3 separate regions of the Zea mays genome follow, and regions 2 and 3 are each linked to region 1. A link is a contact called in public Hi-C data. All regions are on one chromosome and are shown on one strand. The core of a region is the stretch at or near the end of the contact, and the rest is flanking DNA. Distances in the headings are between cores, read along the strand shown.

Region 1 (2,600 bases), core at 66-2,565:
CATCAAGACTACAAACTGTGGGCAAAGCCTATTCAATACTAAACGCTGCATGCTAAATTTGAGACAGGCCCAAACGAAAAGATTATTTAACAGCCAGTGTTAAAGTAGTATATGATAAAAAAACAGTAACTAAACCAATGTTTAGCTAAAACCATGCAGTATCTAAAATGTGATCCGCACTAAACATACTATCATAGGCCAAGCACCAGTTTTAAAAAGCTCGCTTTTAGAGACTTCAATGATGTAATATCTCAGCAAGCTGATTGGACTGCATTTCGACAATGTACGACGAGTTATATTTGTTGATATTGGAAGCGCTGAAACTACTGATAGCTGATACTCCCTCCGTTTGTTTTTATTTGTTGTTATTGACCCATAATGTGCTTACTTTGTCTGTTACTTTAAATTATTGGCAGAAGGTATATTCTTAGATGTTAGATATGCACAGTGTTTCCCTGGAAATTTGCCGTAATTCTGAATTGCTGCATTCCCTACTGGTCTATCATGGCACGAACTGAATAAACGATGCCTTATGGTTTGAAAATATGTAAATTAATCATGTAAATATGATATTAATTTAAAGGACCAACCAAACATAAATACTGAAGCAAAAGAGTGTTATACTATACTATTAATTGATCCCTAGGAAAGTTCACTCTGTGATGTACTTATTTACTAAATGCTTCATTAGAAGGTCAACCTTTGAGTATATGAAACTGTTCTTTTTAAAAGCTTGCACCGTGATCCTGGTGTGGAGATTGGATTGGTTTTGGACATCGTCGACGAGATCAACCTCATCGACACCTTCTTCTGCTATCTCGGTGGCAACGCACGGTACGTCGAGGTCTTGAGATGTACGTGATTAGTTGGCTTTAGATGTACGTGATTTTATTTGTAAATACTCGAGTTTATGATAAAAACAAAGATTTAGAATTTTTGCTCACTTGTTATTCCTGTCCTTTTAGTATGAATTTTAATGTATATTCACGTTTGATTGTAAATTGATTTGTATATTTTATAAGATTGTGGTCCATAATATGTTACTTGTTTTTATGTAATCATTGTGCATGAATAATTTGTGTGCCGTCGCAACGCACGGGCACTTGACTAGTAGGGCATTAATTAGGAGTTTAACATCTGTATCCAAACAACCGTCAAATGTTGTAAAGTTCAACAAAAGTTTAGTAGGTGCTAACTTTAACACTATGGGCCTTCTACGGACTGCTTGCGGCCCAGACCAATAAACATGGATAACTGACCTCACTTAATCCGCTAAACAATTTACCAGCCCACGAGACTGCGCGGCTTTCCCTCTCGTCGCTGACATGCCGAAGCGGCACCGCGACAGCGAGGGCCGGCAGCGGTCGTCGTCGTCGCGGCGGCGGCGCAGCCCGTCCCCGTCCGACTCGGACGCCGCCTCCTCCGATTACAGCGGCTCCCCCCGACGGAGCCGTGGACGCCACCGCCATAGGAGCCGCCGCCGGAGGGACACTCCGTCCACCTCCAGCGACGCGAGCGGCAGCGGGAGCGAGGATTCGAGGTCGGACTCCGGACGCCGAGGGAGGAGCGGCGGCCGGAGGCGCCGGAATGTCACCGAGGAGCAGATCATTGAGTACATGGCGAAGAAGGCGCAGAAGAAGGTATGAGATTGAGCTGTTGAAGCGGTGGCTTTCCGTTTGATTGGGTTGGGATTAGGGTTACGATCAGGGCTATAATTGCTGACTCGTTGTTGTTGTTGGTTGTGTAGGCAGAGAAGGTGGCGAAGAAGCTGAAAGCGAATTCGGTTTCAGGCTACTCCAACGATTCAAACCCCTTTGGTGATCCCAACCTGACAGAGAAGTATGTGAATTCTTTTCTCCACTCCTACGAAATCGTGCAGAAGTTCAGTACTTCTTGTTGTCTGGGGAAAGTATTTGGGCTCGAATTTGCCCAGACCAGAGTCTTTCTGGGAGGAAAAAAAACGCTAAAATAGCTAATAACTAGCAAAGGGAGGGAAACCTACAGAGAGTTGGAATGTAGGGGTATTTTATACTAGAACTAGGACTGAGAAAATCGTACAGGACGTCGTACATTGACAAAATTAATTCAACTATTGTGATATTGTCACCTATAAGAACGTCGCAAACATCCTAATGCTCTTACTTACCCATCTTGTATCCAAATAAATACTGCTTCTAATGGCACATATAGTAGTTCTATGGGAGTGTTTGTTTCAGCTTTAAATCGGATTCTGGCCTTTTGGCAGACCAACGCTTCACTTCTCAGCCCGCTTCTGTGAGAATCACTTTGGTGAAAGTTGTACAAATCAACGTGAATTCAGAATCCGCCAAGTCATCGCGATGGGAGGAATTCGTCGCTTCCTAGATCCTAAACCCTATAGATCCCTTCATCTTCCTCCGCACATAAGCCCCACGGTATTCAGATTCTCCTCACAACCAGATTCTCAGAAAAAAGTTGAACCAAATATGCACTATATCAATAGGACTAACTTCTTGTGACAACTAATGGCAAACATCTTAATGCTTTTACCCATCTTGTATCCAAATAAATAATGATCCTAATGGCACCTATAATAATTCTATATCGATAAACTAATTTCT
Region 2 (2,600 bases), core at 72-2,571, 170 kb after region 1:
ATAAATACTCTATTAATTCTATTAAGCCTTAGACCAGGATATCACCATCCCAGGGGCCAGGATATCACAATCCACCCCCCTAGAAGACCGACGTCCTCGTCGGTCAACCCCAACCCAGCAACCTCCCCTCTTAGCCACGTCTATGTGTCTAGTGTCGTCAAATGACATGTCATGTGATCACTCTGGGCCCACATGCGCCATATACCCGAATCTCTAACCCACACATGCCCGTGAAACCTCGAGGGTTAGCTCTGATACCACTTATAACACCCCCATCCAATCCCTGGACCGGCGGTACTTACTCCTGGAAGCTCTCTAGGATCATATATTGTCCCCACAGACCAATACGGGTCTTTTATGCACACTTTGTCCTCACGCATGCGCACCCGAGAAAACTTCTCGGTCGGTCACTCATCCCAAATTGCTCGAAGCTAAACACGCTTAACTTAGAGATTCTTTCGAGATAGACTTCCGAAAAAGAAGATACACTTTATTGGTATGTATACTCTATTAATTTTATTAAGTCTTAGGTCAGGACATCACCATCCCAGGGTCAGGATATCACAGGTACCTGATAGAGCCTTTTGGGGGCAGCAACATGACACATTGTCTTCCCAAATTGCACAAGCATAACATAATGCTTACTATATGTTTAGATCCAACCTCTCATGTACACGAGACAAGCAAACTTCGGTTCCTTACATCAAATACAAGATTATAGTTTGCTAGCACTAGAAAGTCAAAGCACATAAATTCCCGTGCCTTTTTGAAACCTTAGTGTGGTTCGCCATAGAGGACTTAACCCCTCAATGAAATGTCAGCAGCATCCTGATGCTCAGGCTCGGATAGTCCAACAAGCTTATCCTCCCATTCCAGTATAGACAGAAATGCTCGATGGGACAGTCGTTTCGTCGAACATCTAACAAGTAAGCAACCGCGCGCTGGCACCAACCGAAAGGAATCGCGGAACAGCTCCCCTACAACAAGGACAGAAGACAGCTCGGTACCTGAAACGCCGCGCGGGCGGCAGGAGGGAGCGGGGAGGCCCGGGCGGGCCGCGCCGTGGGCAGCGGTGGAGCGGCGGCCACCGGGGAGCCGGGGACGCGGAGGGGGAAGGGGAGCGGAGGGCGCAGCCGAGCGCCGCGGCGGCCGTGGCGGCGCCCCTCTCCATACCACTCCCACCACGCACCGACTAGGCGACGACGCGGGCACTCCTGTTTCTTTTGGCAGGGGAGCTTGGCGGGCCACGTCGTCCTCTTCGACGCGAGCTGGCTGCCTGGCTGTGGCCGGTGGCTGGTGGCGGCAGCGGACACGGCCGCTGCGCTGCGGCCTGCGGGATCAAATCCGTCGACTAGGCTACAGTCGGACGATTTTCACCGTCCGCTCGATCCAATGGCGATCTCATCTCACAGACTCATCTAGCAGGCCGTATGACAGAGGCCCGAGGGCCCAGCTAAGCCCATAAAAGTATAACACAACTGCGCACACGCACGAGTTGCGCAACTCGGAACGCTCGTCGCTCGGTCCTCCTCTCAAGTCTCACCGCGCCATCGTCGTGTTCTGAAACACTGACAGCGGACACGAGATTTCCCATCCATCCTTATTCTAACTATTGTACTTATTAAAATGTCATGCACATGTCGTATAAAATACAATAGATAAAAAAAGTAAAGCCATAAAAGATTATTTTTATTCTCAATATTGACGATTACGGGCCTAATTTGGGACACTGTTTTTAAAACCACATTTACAATACCACAATTTATCGAATGTCATGATATGACACAACCATGGTGTATTTTACATCAATCTAATCTAACACCTGTTTGAAGACACAATATTTTAGTTGCACCACAGAAGAGGAAAAAAAGTAAACTGCAGCCATGCACCAGCGATTTTTTATCTAGACCAAAGTTTTTAGACCCGGAAAAAATTATGATATTGGTGAGACCATAATTTAAAATATATGCTTTCAGACATCTTTCCACCTAAATTATAATTGTATGCTCAAATACTAAAGTATTACCTTGGAACTAGAAAAATACTATGTCCCCAAACGCTATGGTCATTCTCACTATACAGTTTCATCACTATTTACAAGATACCATGTCAACATTTGTCTAAGAAACATTGTATACAGAGTTTCATCCTCGTGAAATCATCTCCTCAACCGTAAAACTCTATCATATCTATATTCATTAAATTGTATGGCAGGTTATCTTGTTTACCTATTTGGTATGTCATTTAATGACCGAGAAATGGCCTAACACTATGTAGCACTGAGTGACGGTTTGGCTTTGAGCTTTCTACTCACTTAGAGCAAGCATAATAAGAGGCTATAAACTGATTAAATGTTGAGGTGGAGGAGACTAAAGAGGAGGGAGAAGAAGCGTGTTGTAAACTTACAGCCGGCTTTGACACAAGAAACAAGAAACTTTATGAGAGAGACAATTTAGCTTCTGTGTTAATAGTAAAGCGCTAACCACTATATGAATGAGCTAAATGTTGGGCTACAAGTACCGGCAGAGGCGGACCCAAGGGGTGGGCAAGGTGGTCAATGGCCCCACCTTAATTTTTGTAATCTCTTATACTAATGTTTA
Region 3 (2,600 bases), core at 61-2,560, 130 kb after region 1:
ATCGACATAAGACCGGATTGGTGCAAGCCCGGACGGCCCACAGCGTTGAGCAAGCGACCACAACAAGGATCCGACTTTCCCGCGCTGGAGCCCCACGCAACGGAACCAGGCGAGGATAGGTCGGCAGAATCATAGGAAGATAGACTCAAACAGTTCACTATCTTTTAGGTGCATATTGTTATCATATCCACGTGTATTGCCCCACGGTCGAATATATAAGGCCTAGGGGGCAGGCACCCCTTCAAGAGGATCGATCCCATTACTCAGCCACCCACCTCAACTCTCCACGTTCTCGCTTGAGAAAGCTACCTTGTAACCCATTACACAACGCATACTCACCAGGACGTAGGGTGTTACGCATCTCTAAGCGGCCCGAACCTGTAAACATTGTCCATTGTCCCTCGTGCACCTGGCACGAACCATTTTGCTACAGTCGGCGACACCGTCCTACTCCTAAAACACCTTGAGGGGCAACCCCGGGTGTGCGGTCGGACCCAAAACACCGACAATGTCCAACAAAGTACACTCAATGATGCACTTTTTCATATTTATAATTTTTATAATAAAAAATACTTATAGAAAGCCAAAACGTAGTTTGGATGGAGTGTAGGACGCATATTAGATTGGAAACATATGAAGTGCAAACCAACTATTTGGTGTGATATGTGAAACTAACGAGCCATTGACAATTTTGTTATTGTGATTTGTGAACTTTGTCAATATGTCATCGGACCCACAAATCATAGATACAGATGGTCTCACCAGTCATACACACATGTTGACATAATAACAGAAAGCCAAAAATTGAGAGTGATAAAATTACAAATTTCTCGAAAACTAACGTAGTATTGGTGGAGGTGGGATGATATATTTAAAAATATATCAGAAAAAGTAGAAGGGTCTTTTTGAAAGATAATATATGGTGGGGAGTTTTTTAAAATCAAACTATCATGACTACTTATACTATCTGTGGTTGGTTTCAATTGATACCTTGCAATCTTGCATAGAATTTTCCTATTAAGAAGAAATAAACACCATGAATTCATTTTAACTTCTTGACAACACTTTTGATAGCCGAACTGGTACAAATGCCGAGACCTACTGTCAGTCAGCGCTGGCAACACCAGCGCGTCAACTCATCTGATCCCGATCGGACCATAAAAACAAATGAAATAAACAAATAAAAATACGCGCGACGAACAGAGCTGAACACAAACACCCACATCGATCCAACCCAAGCCACGCCTCGGCGACAGGCCGACAGCCCACGAGCGAGATCCAACCCAAGTTCCGACGCCGCGGGCGAGACCGATCAGATCCACCTCAGCCGTCTCGGATGGCGTCAGCATCGACGGCGGTGCGGATGCTCCCCGACGGCGGCGCTGACGACGAGGAGCGGTGGCTCGCCGAGGGCATCGCCGGCGTCCAGCAAAACGCCTTCTACATGCACCGCGCCCTCGTAAGTCCTCCTGCGGAACTCTACCCCCACCTCCCCACCGCTTCTTCCTTCCTCGGTCCGTGTTCCAATCGTGCGATTTGGGTGCAGGATTCCAACAACCTCAAGGACGCACTCAAGTACTCGGCGCAGATGCTCTCCGAACTGCGCACCTCGCGACTATCGCCGCACAAGTACTACGAGCTGTGTGAGTAACTGTGGATTTGGAGCTGCTGGGTCTGTGGAATTCTGGAAGTGGGATCGGTCGGAATTCTGATGGGATTCACTTGTCCGCTGCAGACATGAGGGCGTTTGATGAGATGAAGAAGCTGGAGATGTTCTTCAGGGAGGAGACTCGCCGGGGCAGCTGCTCTGTGGTTGATATGTACGAGCTTGTGCAGCATGCTGGGAATGTCTTACCGAGACTGTGAGCCTGCTGCCCTGCTGCCCCCATTTTTGCATATTCTCAGTTCTCATTGCTATGTATGCAAATGCCAGGGAGGAAAATAAGAACATGTCTCTATTGACAGTATGATTAACTTGATAAAATATAACCCAACAGTGCGCGGACTCTTCTGATCACGAGCGAATTAAACTCAATGCTCATCTTTCTAGTATCCACTCTTGAACTCGGTATATCATCATTATGTCAGGATACCACTAGTTGTTTCTCTGATTCTCTCTGCCATATTTGTTACTTAATCCAAATGCGGGTTTTTTGTTTTTTGAGGGCACACGCTACAGTAACTATATCCTACAGTGTTCACGAATTTGTATTAGTGCACTTGTAGATCAGGCTGATGTGGGCTTCTTTTGTTGTCCACATAAATGATTATGTGTTTCTGATCACGAGTAACGTAGTTGATTGGATTTTCTACATAGACTTAGGTTTAAACTAAAAATATTCTAAAACATGGAAATTCTTCCTCAATGGCATCCAATCCTTATTAATATCCATGGCGAATACATTTCAGTTCCACTGTATGTCTCATCAAATCAGATCTATTATAAAAAAAACTCGGCCGGGGAGGGAAAGACCGCCCTCCCGGTATTCCATATAAGAAGAGACCGAAACAATGGTCCCGGCCGAGAAAATCCCCGAACCCTGCCCCCCATCACTAACGGGCCGGCGTCAACTGTCCACTCTGCAACGGCCCAACCGGAG

The links. A called contact is a pair of places that touch in the nucleus more often than the background predicts.
Region 2: a Hi-C map of ear shows a contact between it and region 1, with 2.2 times the contacts expected there. The contact joins the promoter of LOC100284794 here to the promoter of LOC100382147 in region 1. A contact is called at or near these places in 3 of 25 Hi-C or Micro-C datasets (bundle sheath, ear and tassel).
Region 3: a contact with region 1 is called in a Hi-C map of ear, with 1.8 times the contacts expected there. The contact joins the promoter of LOC100285267 here to the promoter of LOC100382147 in region 1. A contact is called at or near these places in 4 of 25 Hi-C or Micro-C datasets (ear, endosperm, leaf and 1 more).

What each region holds. Positions count from the first base shown.
Region 1 is chr1:296,045,921-296,048,520 of Zm-B73-REFERENCE-NAM-5.0, forward strand. LOC100382147 (Cactin) reads left to right here and starts at 1,316. Exons shown (of 13, transcript NM_001174907.1): 1 at 1,316-1,640; 2 at 1,748-1,839. The coding sequence starts at 1,326.
Region 2 is chr1:296,211,451-296,214,050 of Zm-B73-REFERENCE-NAM-5.0, forward strand. It overlaps LOC100284794 (riboflavin kinase family protein), which reads right to left and starts at 1,322. Exons shown (of 5, transcript NM_001157689.2): 1 at 1,008-1,322. The coding sequence starts at 1,171.
Region 3 is chr1:296,180,349-296,182,948 of Zm-B73-REFERENCE-NAM-5.0, forward strand. LOC100285267 (vacuolar protein sorting 35) reads left to right here and starts at 1,311. Exons shown (of 22, transcript NM_001158161.1): 1 at 1,311-1,459; 2 at 1,547-1,643; 3 at 1,736-1,862. The coding sequence starts at 1,337.